2 separate regions of the Zea mays genome follow, and region 2 is linked to region 1. A link is a contact called in public Hi-C data. All regions are on one chromosome and are shown on one strand. The core of a region is the stretch at or near the end of the contact, and the rest is flanking DNA. Distances in the headings are between cores, read along the strand shown. Region 1 has its middle 13 kb from the start of LOC100281073. Region 2 holds the start of LOC100101547 (omega-6 fatty acid desaturase, chloroplastic).

Region 1 (7,565 bases), core at 2,036-4,535:
CACCATCCTAGGGGCCAGGATATCATAATCCACCCCCTTAGAAAACCGACGTCTTCGTCGGTCAACCCCTCTTAGCCACGTCTGTGTGTCTAGTGTCGTCATATGTCATGCCATGTGACCACTCTGGGCCCACATGTGTCATGTGCTATATACCCGAACCCCTAACCCACACACGCCTGTGAATCCGCGAGGGTCGGCTCTGATACCACTTGTAACACCTCGTCCAATCCATGGACCAGTGGTACTACTCCTAGTAGCTCTCTAGAATCATATATTGTCCCCACAGACCAACACGAGTCTTTTGTGCGCACTTTGTGCTCACTCATGTGCACCCGAGAAAACTTCTCAGTCGGTCATCCATCCCAAACTGCTCCAAGCCAAGCACACTTAACTTGGAGGTTTTTTCGAGATAAGCTTCCGAAAAAGAAGATGCACCTTGTTGGTATGGATACTCTATTAATTATATTAAGCCTTAGGCCAAGAAATCATCATCCCAGGGGTCGGCCAGGATATCACAATCCAGCGCAAAGGAGAAGATTATGTCACGCGCGTCGGACCTGGATGCCTTGATGCACTGAAGAGGACGAAAAAAAGAGCGCGCCGAATCAGGCTACCTCGCTGCACGAGGATATGGAAAATGAACACGCGTTGAAGAAATCGACGCCAACCGTGTATAGATTGCCTATCGAGTTGTCAAATCTATAGAGCAATTGAGGTTGTATAGAAAGTACTAAATTTAGCAAGTCTATTTGGAAAACTATTGGAGAAGGATTTTTCTTTTCACTTCTTAAATTTAAGATTTTGGAATTTGTTTAGAGAACCATTTGAGTTGCTCTAAGGTCTTATTTGGTTAGAAGGGGAATAGGAGAGAAATTATTTTGTTTTTCTCTAAATCCCCTCTAATACTCTTGGATCCCTTTCTAACCAAACAAACCCTAAAACTAACTTCTATTCTCGATGATTAGTATCATTAGATGAATCGTTAAATATGTTTTCATAATAGATTTATTCAAAAATATAATTATTGCTAACATTGTTTTATACATTTGATTAAAATTTTAAAAATGAACACATATTCTATATTCTATAGCGGCATTTTTTTTATGATGGAATGTGTGTTGATTTCGTACTAAGCGTACATGCCTTCCAGTTTGATGTTGTGCAGCTAAACTCGCACCCCTTCTAATTGTGGACACTTGGACACTCGACATGTTCATGCCAGACTTTTATGTGTTTGCATCAATTTGTTTAGCTTTAATCTATACCGATTTATACTGCTTATACAGTGTTTATCTCTATGGATTGCACCTGCAGCAGTCCGAACAGCTAGATGTCTATTGTGCAAGAGAAATTTTAGATTAAACAACTTGCACTTTATAAGTTGTACCAGTACAATGTTGGTATGCTGCGACAGCACACTACCATATTTGATATCTATAAAATTAATTTTTATTAAAATAAAAATATGATCCTCATATCAGTTATTTAACTGATAAAGAATATTACACTTTATCTTAGTTAAAAGGACGGAAAAGATATGAGTTGAAAAAGAGTTTGACTTTTTTTTATAGCTCGTTTGGTCGATCGTCCCCTTCAGCTATCGAGGTGGTACTATATGACAGTGTTACGTTACGTGTGGCTTCCTATCATGTTGAGCTTAAATGATTTCTCATGACTCATCTATTGTGTATCAACTTATTGATGCCTATTGTTAAACGTGAAGTGGGAGAGAGCAACAAACCTACGAGTTTTCGCACATGACGCATGACCCACACCACAAGAAACTGGTGTTTTAAAGGTGTTGAGAAGTTTTTTTTGTGCGGACAAATTTTAGGCTACAATTAGTCTGTTCTACGTTAAAACACGTATAAGATCCGGCTTCCAATGATCCAATCATAAGAAGATCACGAGGGTTTTTTTTTTGCATCATTAGGAAACTGAAATTTCGCCATCCTACCAACTTCCCGGATCAAGCTGGCCGTGCTATCCAAACTACGGGTGATCTATCATTATCAGCAACATACTAACATGTCGGTACGCTATTGGTGAAGTTCTTATCTTGCCGACCTAGGTGAGGCGATGTTAGTTTTGCCGTCCTCGCGTGTTCTTTCGTGTGACCCTGTTCAGTGCACGCTGGCTAGCGTGCAGAAGAGTGAGCACCTACCAACATGCCACCATGTCATATTTCTGCTGCAAATCTCTCAGCCAGCTACTCTTAATTAATACTAATACCATTTCCAAAGAAAATGTAGTTCTGGATACGACCAAAATCAAAGTATTTTAAGGCTCACTAAATTTTATAGAAAAAAAATTATCAATGCGTATGACTTCAAAATAAATATCGAAGATAAATTCTAATGATACTTATTTAGTTAGTATTAACAAAATATTGATAACTTTTTATTTTAATTTTCTCAAAATTTAAACCGTTTGACTTAGTACGATTATAATTTTTTTTGAGATATTGCTGCGGTTATTTTACAAACTGTTTGTTTCAGTTTTTTTTTAGTTTCTGTCCACTAGAAACTACTGCAGACTCTCAAATGTTCATCTTTTCAACCCGGTTCTATGGAAATCACTTTAGTCAAAACCATTTTAAACCGACGTAAACACGGAATCGGGTGAGTTGTTGCGATAATAGGAAACCGTCACTTTCAACATTCTAAACCATATGAACTCTTTTATCTATTCTACACGTAATCTTCACGATACCCAAATTTTCTTCGCAGCCAAATTTTTAGAAAAGCTCGTTATAAAAAAAACCGAACCAAACAGACCCAATATTCTCTATATATTGCGCTTGCGCTTTTGTGCAGCGCAGGTACGGTGAGGTGACACGATGACAGCACGCTTAGTGCTGCTGTCCCTCCTTGTTTCGCCTTTGCTGAAAAGCGTGATGGCCACAGTGGCGAGGCAGCAGCAACCATCAGCCACCAAACCTATATATACACACAAAAGAAAGCTCAGAAAGCGTCGTTTCAGAGGACAGGGCGCTGAATTCCGCCCGTGTGCCGCCATCGCTTTCACAGAGCGAGCTTTAAATTTTTGCCGTTGTCTGCTGTTGTGTCGCCACCGCCCCGTGTCTTGTAGAAAGGGTTGAGAAGGCAGGCAGCTTGTGGCATCGGCGCCTCGGCGGCGGTTGTAAAATGCGTCCATTTGAGCCGTTTTTCGCGTGGGAGGATCCGCGAGCGCGAAAAGGATTTGTGCCAGGCAGAAGTGCTCCCATGGCCCTGTGCGCAGGCTTCGGTGGGCTTCTGGGTCTTGCGATGCCGAAGTTGGGCCAGGACAGGACGGCCCCTGCAGGCCTGCCTTGCCAGATAGTCTGGCAGGCCGGGTTAATAGATGGAGCTGGCTGCCGCAGGTCGAGAGGTCACGGCCCACATTTCAGAAGCAACATGGGCTGTCAAACCTGCTTCCCGCGGCGCTTATGGGCTTACGTACCTTGTGCGAATTTTGTGTCTCTTCTTTTTTCACGTACCATGTACGTCTCTAGTGGAACATCGGATACCCGTAAGGCTCAGTAGTCGCCACTCGCCAACTACTAGTCAGGACCGGGCTAGCATAATTCAAGGTTCTGTATCGATTTTTTTTTCTTTGTTAAGAATAGATGGTATAGATTAATCTCATTTATTAACCGTGATTGAATTATTAATGTAGAAAATGGTTTAATAACGGTAACGAATGATCTTAATGTTTGGATGTTATGCCAGCATGTGCTAGCTGCACTTCGCCATATAGCCAAAATGAGTTGTATGACAGATTGATACTCGGTTGTTACGACAAACACCATGTTTTATTCTTGTCGAGCTGGCTTAGCTAGACCTTCTAATCATTACTAAAAATTTGTATTGATTAAACTATCGCTAACTATTATTTTAGGGGCCCTTGGAGGGAGGGGGCCCTGTTCTTGTGCACCGGTCGCACATGCCCCCGCCCGGGCGTGCTACTAGTCGACATAGAAGACACCAGATATGTGTGGTGGCGCATCGGTGGTGCACCAAATAGGTCTGGCGCCACTTAGAAAATTCCGCCACCTTTCCAATTGTTAAGTAACCCTAGTTAGGGTTATGTGGGCAAATATCTGCTTTTGCCTCTGAGGGGTCTCACATCTCTATATAAGGAACATGTACACCCCCTCATAATACAGAGATCAGAAAGAGGCCAGAGGCCCAACCCTATATCATGTGTCTCGTGTGTTTTCTCTGTCGTGCTTATGGGAAGGGAGACGGGTCCTCTACAGCTTCTTGCGTCTCTACTGCTGACGGGAGGGAAGGGAGCGGATCTGGTGATCCGTGGTAACGTAGTTCTCAATACGTTATCAGCACGCTCTACCTCAACGTTGCTACGGGATCAGATCAGCATCAACTCTTCGCCAAGCCGGCAGGTCCTCCGGCCTAGCCGAACTGTCCTACGCGACAGGTTTCGATTCCTCTACGTAATCGAGCGGTATGAGATTGACTATATTGTTCTTAAAATGTTCATCGGAAGAATCTGGTCGCCACTCCGGTTTTCCCCGTAGGGGCACATGGTACAGCCACCATCCTATATCTCTGTGAGATCAGATATGCTTCTCTGCTGTTTCCTCCGCGTCGCGCTGGAGTTTGTGCACACGCTGGAGGCGCACCCACATCGGCAGCCTGCAGCCGCGCCGCGCCAGAAGTCGCGCCGCGCTAAGGTCACACCCGTACCGGAGAAGCTTGCCAGCTCGTGGCCACGGTGGAGTCTGCGCGTCCGCGAGAGAAAGCGATCAGCAAACCGTGGTCTGGCATAGAGCTCGAGCTGCGACTCGCTCACCTGAGCCCAGGCGGCAGCCGCCAGCAAATCCGTTGCTCGTTGCTTGCGTGCGTGACGGCTCTGCTTGCTCCTCCATATTCTAAGGCGATGTGAGGGCACGATCCTGCTATGTGGTCATTCAAGTGATTTGACACGGTCAAATGCAGCGCATGCACCGTCTTGGAAGTGGCTTGCATGTCCATTCCATGGTTCAGTTACTTGGAGATCTCGTATTGACTCTTTCCTCCCGCGCATAGTACAAGGATAAGCATGCAGTCATCTGCTTGCATGTTGCAGCCATATGTGAAGTGCGGATGAGAAAAAAAAACGAAATGAAAATTCTTTAAGTGCATGCAGCTACAGTAATAAAGATAAAATGTGCATGCTACCTTGTCAACGGATCTCGCTGATCCGGTTATCTCGGGAGTGAGATTTTTCTTTTACAGTTTTTTCCTATATTTTTTGCTGAATTAATAAACTTTGGTACAATATTAAAATATGTGCATGCTTTATATTATTTATTCAATTTAATTGCACATAGCAAATTGAATAAAGCATATTTTATGTTGTGATTTCTATTTAAAATAATTATTTCCTGCCACAAATAATTAATTAGAAAAACATATGCTTAAATATGGATAAACATATTTTACATCAGATCTGATGTGTTATGTTCATGCATTAATTCTGTTTTTTCTGCTTTTATTTCTCATAGTAAATAATTAGTAGAAAATTATTAAAATGCATGTGAAGGACACACTACGTTTTTTTTCATATCGCTCTAAATATTTATGATATGTGAGCTTTTGGACTCACGTCGAGCGATTAAATTGTATAGTGGGTACTCAGACACATCGATCAGACTACGTTATTAATCGACCAAGTTATGGCGTTGGCTGTGCACTGGCTGCACCCTGGCAACACGACGCAGTATTTGTGTCGTTCGAACTTAGTTGCGTTATGTGATTGCTACGTCGCGCTCTCCATTAATCGGATTGCTCCCGTTGAGTCAGACCGTCATCGCTGTGTCGCGTATTTTTTGCATGCCCTGTAGGCACTGTCTGTCTAACGCGAGCCAAAAATTGCGCCTGTTGTGCACGTTGCGTGGATTTATCGTGTTCCCCAATTACCGAGCCATAATTGTGCCTGTTGCGCTTATTACGAAGGCTTGCTATACTATCGTAGCCCTGATGGCCGCACACGCGTTGACGCCAGATACGCTAGAGCTTGTACTCGCGTGGATTGTGGTGGGTTGTTCAAGGTCGTGAAGTCACATTATGTGCAACCTTCGTAAACAATTTTGTTTTCACTTTATATTTTGTTTGATTGTGTTGTGTGGCATCGTATATTTATATATATCGCCAAGTGGCCATAACAACTATATTAAATCTGGGAAATTAAATCGAAATACAATGGAACACAGATAAGTTAAATCTCTGCTCTCTCCTCGTGCATAAAGTTTTACCCGAAGTAACCTGAAGAAATTCAATATTAATGCATGAAAGCCTTTTTGGCACAGAAAACATCACAAATTGGGATTTTATTAGTAAGCAATAAGACCTTGTCAGATGAATAGATGCTAGAATCTTGGTCATATATTGCTCAACCAGATGTTGGCATATTGCTATTTGTCGCTGAACGGCATGAAGCGAACTTTGAGATAAATGGCTAGTACCTTAGCAACACAAAGTTGCGAGTACATCGAAAGGTAATTTTGCGAATTTTTCACAACGTTGGTGTGAAAAAACATTATGTGTTCTCATTGAACCACTTTACTCGGCCTATCTAGGACCTCTATGCTTGTGTTGCATACATCTCTCAGAATTTAAATACTTATAGCCGTTGAATTGACTTGGGATAGTCCTTTGACTGATATGGTATATACTGTAAACCAAATGGTAAAGGTCGATTCTGAATAGACATATATCTGGGGTTTATGTAGCATAACTACATTTTATTCCACCCCTTGGCATGCTTACCATAATCTATATATGATCTACCAGAAGTAAGAAGAGTACAAAAATAGCCATGGAATCCCACATCACCTTAGAGCTTGAAGCTACATTAGGCATTAATTTGTCCTTGGTTCTTGGCGTTGGAAGAGCCACAATTCTCGATCGCAATATTGCTAGTGATGATAATTTGTGATGGAAATATGAAGGTCTTGTAGAGACCTGTTGTATCCTCTCTACCCTTGATGATTTCTTCGTATGAGAGCAGTAATATCTGTTGTTGAAGATGGATCCTAGGCGGATACCAGTATTGTTTCGTTCTTGCCAAGCAGTTATCATCATTTGCTTCATCAAAAGCTAGTTATATGATGATTTTCCCAGATAAAATGAATTCTTGGCCTTGTCTGTTCTATTCCAAAGCTTCTCTTTTTGTTGAACAATGAAGAGATCGAAATAATGCTATATAGAACAATTTGGTATATAATATGAGGAGAAATGTTTGCCCTGCTGGCAACACCAAAAATAATTAACTATTGTTATAAGTTCTCTCTCAAAATTATTATACCTAAAAATGTTGTATAAATTGATACCCAATTTCAGAGCAGTATGAGTAATTGGGTAAACCATGGCAGTGATAAAAACGAGCTGGACTATACATCTCTGCATATAAAAATCTTTGCTTGGCAGCATTGGTCTGATGCCGTGCACTTCACTATCAATATAAACACACACATTTTTCCTATGTGCTTACAAGCACAATGCAACCAGTGAATGACTTTGTGAGCGTTAGACCCTGATGGTCATTCTACTTGTTGATCTGAAGTCAACTAATGGCTCCAA
Region 2 (7,565 bases), core at 3,000-5,499, 170 kb before region 1:
CCTTTATCCCAAAATATCCAAAAAAAAAGCATTCCATATTTGTTGCTGAAACTTCAATGAAATATTGTCCTCTGACTAACTCTAAACAAGGACTGGACAACACACAATTGAATAATTTTGTTAAATAAAACAGAGTTGATGGTCTACACGTTTTTTGGCACATCCTACCAAATATCATCTTAATTTTTGGTAAAGTATCTTAAATTTTGAAGGTGAGATGAAACAGCAAATTATGATCAGTGCCATTTCTGTTGGAAACAGTGTTGAACTTCAGTTACTTCCTGTGCAACAAAAATCATAATGGAAACTTTTTTAAGTCACTAACGTTGTTATCTCAGGCAGATAAACTTTGTTCTTAGCGTGAATGCAATGTATAATATCAAAACATACCATTGAGGATAGTTACAATGAACTGTGCCGTTTAATTGAGCTTGTGCAGCATTCCATTCTTCAGATGACTTGAATGGTATATGAGGAGCTGTGTGATGTACCATTGTAAAAGTGCTCATCTGAAGAGGATTATTTTTTAAAATAAATAAGTAGAATACACTTCCAGTATAAGCATTATGTAATGGAGATATTTTACAGTTCAAACACATATTAACGTCCTTTTAGCTATACATATTCTGTTCTGCCAAACCAGCTAAATGCAAGATATCGTACTAAGGTCTCATTTACCGCTGGGATTAAATGAATCCAACTTATGTTCTCATAAACTTTTCAATAAGAGTTTCCAAAATGTTATGAAATGAGCTGCTGGCAAATTCATGTGGGCAGGAACCAGTCTGTTGTTAATTTCTGAAAATAGTAAAGAAGCTCTAATAATAATATAAAAATAAAGTACATATACTATATTGGATGATAGCATTTCGATCTGAATATCACAAGGAAATGCAATGGCTACTAGAGTATACCCATTTGTCTTTAAACCTCCACAAAATATTTGATGGAAGGTTGTGCAAACGGACACCTCTTTCTAGAGGATTTGATCGACTCCACGGGTCAGTAGTTTACAGAGGTTAAGCATGTATTAATAAATTAAAATGATCTACTTAAATTTATTAAAAAAGTATAATGGAGTCAGAACATGACAAAAAAAATGTCATGGTCTTTGACACCATGTAGATTTCAATAGATGAATGTAACAGGAAATAAGAAATGTTAAATATTATAAACACTTAAATAGAGTAAGAGCATGATAGTAATAATAACTATCATGTACTTAGAGTCTTAGACACTATGTGCATTTCAATAATGGGCAGGGCAGATCCAGTGCTAGAGGCTCCCACATGAATGGGGTCTAGGAAAGCCTTCCTCCACAAATGTGGAGAGGCTGCTTTGAATCCGTGACCTGGTGACTCGGTGAGACAGCTCCCACCAGTGCACTAGGCCTGCCCTTCATGTGCACTTCAACAATGATGGTAGAAAATAAGAAATGTTACCCAAAAATGATAAACCATCCATGGCATGAACCAGAACTTAAACCATCCAGCTAGTCCTGATTTGAGAATGATCAAGGGCCATCCAATCGCCATGAATGCAAACACACATGCTAAGCTTATCTTAACCCTTGGAACTTCATTTGGTCTGAATTTTTTTAGATCAAAGTGCCAAATCAACCTGACCAACAGGTGATCAATAGTTAGCAGAAATACTATATCATGGAGTAATTCATCCTGCAATACAGAATTGGTTGAAAAAGAAATACCAGTGAGCAATAGACATCCATGGCCTGATAGGGCCATAGCCAAAAATAATTGCCTTCCTTAGAAAAGGTGATGATTCAATTTCCTTTTGCCAAACAGGTTGCCATGCAGTATCTTCTATCAACCTGGACATTGCACAAATGGTAAATGTTCCAAATGCATATTAGGACATGGTTGGCATTTGAAAGTATTCAAGGCCTTTCAGGTTATGACTTCATCTATATTGAAAGTTTATACAAATACCCAAAGTGATTGTTTTGATCCTTTCATTTTGGAGAAATTGGAATCTACTTAATGGAGTAGGTTATACGCCTTGGAATTTGACATTTCAAAACTTTCTAAAGTTCAGATATAAGCCTATCTTAAATTCATAGGGTAGGAGAAAGGAGATGAACACTGATTCTATAGTCGTCTCACCCCCTTACCATAGAAATGCAATATATAAAGACATAACTATCTCCCTCATATGGTCAATAATAATATACAGATATATTCCGCATACAATCATATTAGCTTATTTGATCTATGTCTAAATTACAATTATTAGAATGAATTTTAATTCAAAGGATCCAAATGGGGCACAAAAAATTTATAAAGTTATACTATGATTAAAGAACATGCAGTATATCTGTTATCTGTGCTCAGTGAATATTAGAAAGCAAGTATAAGTATTACATATGCTAAATCAGAAATGTAAATTTTAACTATTATGTTGCTCAGCTGTCATTCCCTAGAATTAGCTGAATCGAAAGCAATATAAAATATTCAGTGGAAGTTTGAAAACTGAAAAACAAAGTTAAATCCATGTCAAGGACAGTACTAAAACTAGAACAGACAAGAAGATGCCGTGTGAATAAGTGCACAATGGGGTAAATTCTCATTGCAATGCAATGCATGAAAGCAAAACTTCTGGAAGAGTAGTAGAAATTAATACTACTTGGGCCTCGAAGTGCATTTTTGGAGTCTAAAAAACATTAGAGGTTGATGCACAAGGAGTTATGTACATACATGTTTGTCTTGGCATGATGTCGGTCATGCTTAAATCTCCACGGTTCATAAGGATATATCAATGGCATGAAAGCCAAGGTTCCAACAACATCTTCAACCAACTTATTCCTTGAAAATGATTTGTGAGCACAATCATGACCTATCACAAAAAACTTTACAAAAAAATGATATAGAGTGTGAATGAAGCTACAGTGCTACACAGATAAAAACATGAGCCCGTGCAGGCAAATCCACAAGAGTTTATAGAACAAGGGACAGAGCTAACCCCAGTCACTGCTGTGCCTGTCCAAGCCCAAGCCAAGGGAAGAAGATACCATGGAGACTTAGCAATGAAATATAAACCCAGCGCATAAGAAGTAACTGATATCAAAACTGATGTCCAAGCCTTCACATCATTGATTTCAAATACCTATCAATAGAAAAAATTACGTTAGAATTTGTGACATTGGAACACCAAAAGCAAACTGGTGTTGACGGTTGCCACCTCTTTAGGTAAAGTATCCATGACATCTTTAAGAGTAATATCATCTGGTAGTTCATCTCCAATTTGTGTGAACCCATACTCTTCAGCCATTTGTTTCTTTTTCCCCTCACCATCTAATAGTGGTGGAGTAACTGGAAGTACTGCTGCTTGCAAGCCTCCTATATGCTTCAATGGTAAGAATTGGTGGTAGCTTCTATTATATATAATATCTCTCTTCACAAAAAAGTTACCTGACAAAGACAAAAATGTCATATCAGCATAGTGAGATATGTTAGATAAAAACGAAGCTAATAGTGAATTCACATTAGGATAAACTTTGATGACCTAGTTAGCGTTCTCTATGGTATAATTTATCAGCCTGCAAAATTTAACATCTTTCTTGTCTTAACACAATACCTGGTCAGGATGGAAATAACATAACAATTTTAAGAATTTACATAAGCGAGGACTATAGAATTTTGAGAATAAAAACCAGCAGGCTACAAGCATCCAGTTCTGCACCACTCAAAGGCCTGCATTCTGACAAAAAACCACTAATCCAGTCCACCATACTACAGGACCCACGAACCAGTCCTAACAGTTACGCGAGCAGAAGCGTACCAGCCGGAGCACCAGCGGCTGTTCTCCGAGGCAGAAATCTCTTGGCCGGCACCTGAACGTCAACAACCAAAGCCAGGTAAGCGCATCGGAAGAGTTAGAGCGAGCACGTATCGGGCTTTGCAGAGCCGCGGAGGCCAAAGCACGCATTCTGAACAATTAACATATATGCGAGACAGCGGAGCGTCCTCCTACCCGAAAGGAGGGCAGCTGGAGCACGGAGCCAGCGGATACGCCGCTCGCCGTCGACATCCCCTCTCGTGGCGGCGACTGGCTGGCGAGAGCTGCGGACACAGGTTTGGATGGACTGGGTGCAGGGGGCTTTTGGCTGAGAGGGTGGGCAGGCGCCGCGGGCCGCTGAGATGGGACCGGACCGATCGGCTCGGTCCAGCTGCCCGGCGGGTCTGCCGCCACCGCCACTGGGGGTGGGGGGGCGGGTCATGAACTTGTGGACAGGATCCGCCGCGCCGCGCAGCTGCTGCGAGGAAAGGAAAAGGATGGTGCGACGTTGCCTGGTTCGGTTGGTGGGTCCCGAAGGTCAGCATTGACGACGTCGTCGGTATTTTTTAATTTGTAATAACTTTTATTAAACTACACGTGAGTCATGTCATGTTTTTTAGCCTCTTCGATTGCGAAGGATCAAAGTAGATTAAGGGCCTCTTCGTTTCGCATAGAACGTAGGGGTGGAATAAATCTGGCTTTGATTACTTCAATAATTACTATAAATTTTAGAGATTTAGAATTAATTCTGATCTATTCCAGCAGAAATGAACGGGCCCTAAAGAAATTAAATCTCTTCTAATTCAATTTTGACTAAGAAAAGAGTTAATCTCCTTCAATCTCTTTTAAACCCATCAAGCTCTTACTTGTCTCCTAGGCCATCACTCCATCGAGATTAGGGTCAAATCTCGAGGCCTTTTAAAGATGTTTGGTTCCTCTAACTAAATTTTAGTGTCAAATCAAATATTTGAATATCAGTATTAAATGTATGATTAATTAGGTTTAGTGAACTCATCTCGTCTTTTAGTCTTTATTTGTGTAATTAGTTTTATAAATAGAATATATTTAATACTCATAATTATCATTCAAATATTTGATGTGTTTATTTAGATAGTTTTAGTTATAGAGTTAGTTGGGATGGAGCCGCTCCACCGAGAGATTTTGAGAAGTGGAATGATTTATCGTTTAAGCATAATTTTCTTTTTTAGAGCCACTTTATCATATATGGAACTAATCCAGGTAACAAACAAATTGAGAGCGAAGCAGCTCTGTCCCACCATACTCTGGAACCAACCAACACACTCCGTAAGGTCTAAGGTTGAAGGGCTCTGAGGCCTTTATCCTTTTAGCTCCCTGCTTAGCTAAGTTCAAAGAGCCCTACAAACATAGGTTAATAACTAGATCCTTTGGATATTTCTCGACATGTCCCTGAAGTAGAATGGTCATGTGTGGTATGGGCTCACTGTTACATGCATGTTTGATCATGATGTTCATATGCACTGGACTGATGAGATAAGGCTTTTGTCCATAATATTTAACTAGCTAGTTACCCATGCTTTACTACGATTTTTATATCATATAAATAGTTATTAAGATATTTATTCAAATATAATTATTGTTTATTTCTTAACACTAAAGTATGCGTGGTTTGTTGGTTATATCATATAAATAGGTATTAGAGACGAGAATGGTTTTCTTTCTGTATTGTGCGACAGTCATACAGAACTGTATCTCAGTAAGTGTTCATGGTTGTATGAGGATGACTTTGAGAAAACTTTTGAGAAATGCGACACTGAAACTTTGTAGGTACTATTTGTCTACTCTTCAGTTTCTGTGCTACGGACACATTATTTATTCCTTTCAATAAGACCTTATTTATTTTTGGTTAAATTAATTTGTGAGAACTCATTTAGTGTTCACTACAGGAATCCTGAAGATTCCCGTCGGTCGGATTAACTCCCGTCGGCCAGACGAAAAGCCGACGGGAGTTAGTTAACTCCCGTCGGCTACAGGTCAGCCGACGGGCCTTAACTTAACTCCCGTCGGCCCAGACACAGGCCGACGGGAATAAGATAACTCCTGTCGGCTCTGACAAAAGCCGACGGGGATTAGGTTATTCCCGTCGGCCTACGCTCTGGCCGACGGGAATTAAATGTTTATGAACCCGCGGGGAGCACCCCGCACGGGCTCATCTCTCTGTTTCTTCCTCTCTCTCAAAACCGCCGCCACCGCCGTGCCGCCCGTCCCCGCCGTCGTGTCGTCCCCGCCGCGCCCGTCCGCGCCGCCGCGCCCGCCCGCCCGTCCACCGCCGTCGTGCCCGCCCTCGCTCGTCCCCGTCGTGCCCACACCGCCGTCGGGCCTCCCATCACGCCCACAAACGCCGCTGCCGCCACAAGGGTCGTCGCCGCCCCAAACGTCTCCCAAAGCGTCGTCGCTGCCTCCTCGAGCGCCGCCGCCGCGCCCAAGCGCCGCCTCCGCCCCCGACCGCATCTCCGAAGCGACTACGACACCCACGTGAGTTAAAGATGTTAATGCATGGGATTGTGAATGTTAATTATGTGTGTACATGTTTATTTTCGTCGGTTTTTTATGGCCGACGGGAGTTAACTTTCATGTGATTAGTATTAATTTAATAACACATGTGATTAGAGTTAATTTAATATCACATGTGTGGCTACAAACCTGTATTTTCAAAAGCATCCGGAAGAAGCAGGCCCCTTGAATAAAAAGGAAGGGTCCTCAAAGATATATTTGACTGAGGATCAATATCGTGAGGTTAGTATTCAATTTGTTTTACTCTTTATATTGATTTTGGTGATTGATATAATATATAACATTGTGTGTGCAGGTGATGGTTCCATGGATGGCGCCCGTGCCTGATGCGTACTATGCTTGGTGTCGATATTGGGCTTCCGAAGGCTTCCAGAAAGTGTTAGCGCATCACAGACAATGTCGAGGAACCAATCCTAACCACAAGTTTGACGGTGATGACATGATACGAAAAGCTAAAAGAATGGTAAGTTTGATCTAGCTATGTCGATCAGCAAATAGTACGATTGCTTATGAATGTTTTTATTTATACAGGAAGCTACGAGTGGCCAAAAGCCTAGTGACATTGAGGTCTATCAGGAGGTCCACAAAGGACAGACCCGAACAACCCTGACCAGCTCTGCAGCCAGACAGCCACGTATCGGCTGGTGAGTTTTGGCCCAAAAGTACAAACGTTCAAAGTATAGAAATTCCTGCATTTGTAAGGTTGTGAATGATGTATAGGCGGCATATGGGGAGGAGATGGTTCGTCGCCATGGCCCTGACTTCGACTGGCGCCATGAACCGGTGGATCCCTCGGTGGTGTACGCAAGTGGTGGTGGCAAAGCGCATGGACGATAAGCTCTAACTTATGAAATTATATGGTTGACACTAAATTGATTGTGCAGTAATCACATTTTTTGAATCACTTATAGATACACACTCTTCGACGGATTCATTGACTCGTCGTCGGTGAGATCTCAGAGGACGGGTTCGTCTTCCCGTAGCTCATGCTCTCGTCGACCGAACGAGCAGGAGTTGGAGATTATGAGGATGCGTGAAGAGATGAGACAACAACACGAATTTATGGAGGCTTGCAATGCACATAACCAAGTGATGTATCAAGTGAGTACAAATAATCCGAACTCTAAATTATTATATTTCAATACAACATCTTCAATAGTAACACATATGTTTAACAGTTAATGCAGCAACAGGGCATGACAACAAATTTTCCACCA

What was found. A called contact is a pair of places that touch in the nucleus more often than the background predicts.
Region 2: a contact with region 1 is called in a Hi-C map of leaf, with 5 times the contacts expected there. The contact joins the promoter of LOC100101547 here to the enhancer-like site in region 1. A contact is called at or near these places in 4 of 25 Hi-C or Micro-C datasets (bundle sheath, ear, leaf and 1 more).

Annotation. Positions count from the first base shown.
Region 1 is chr1:216,270,256-216,277,820 of Zm-B73-REFERENCE-NAM-5.0, reverse strand. No RefSeq gene overlaps it. Among protein-coding and RNA genes, the nearest start is that of LOC100281073, 13 kb to the right of the region's middle. Within about 2 kb of position 3,285, at least 17 of the 20 cell types and tissues checked have an H3K27ac peak or open chromatin away from gene starts, as enhancers often do. A contact at or near this core is called in bundle sheath, ear, leaf and 1 more, where this site is marked.
Region 2 is chr1:216,437,957-216,445,521 of Zm-B73-REFERENCE-NAM-5.0, reverse strand. LOC100101547 (omega-6 fatty acid desaturase, chloroplastic) reads right to left here and starts at 4,249. Exons shown (of 10, transcript NM_001319699.1): 1 at 3,991-4,249; 2 at 3,799-3,850; 3 at 3,199-3,428; 4 at 2,980-3,123; 5 at 2,715-2,866; 6 at 1,709-1,831; 7 at 1,443-1,620; 8 at 391-509. The coding sequence starts at 4,047.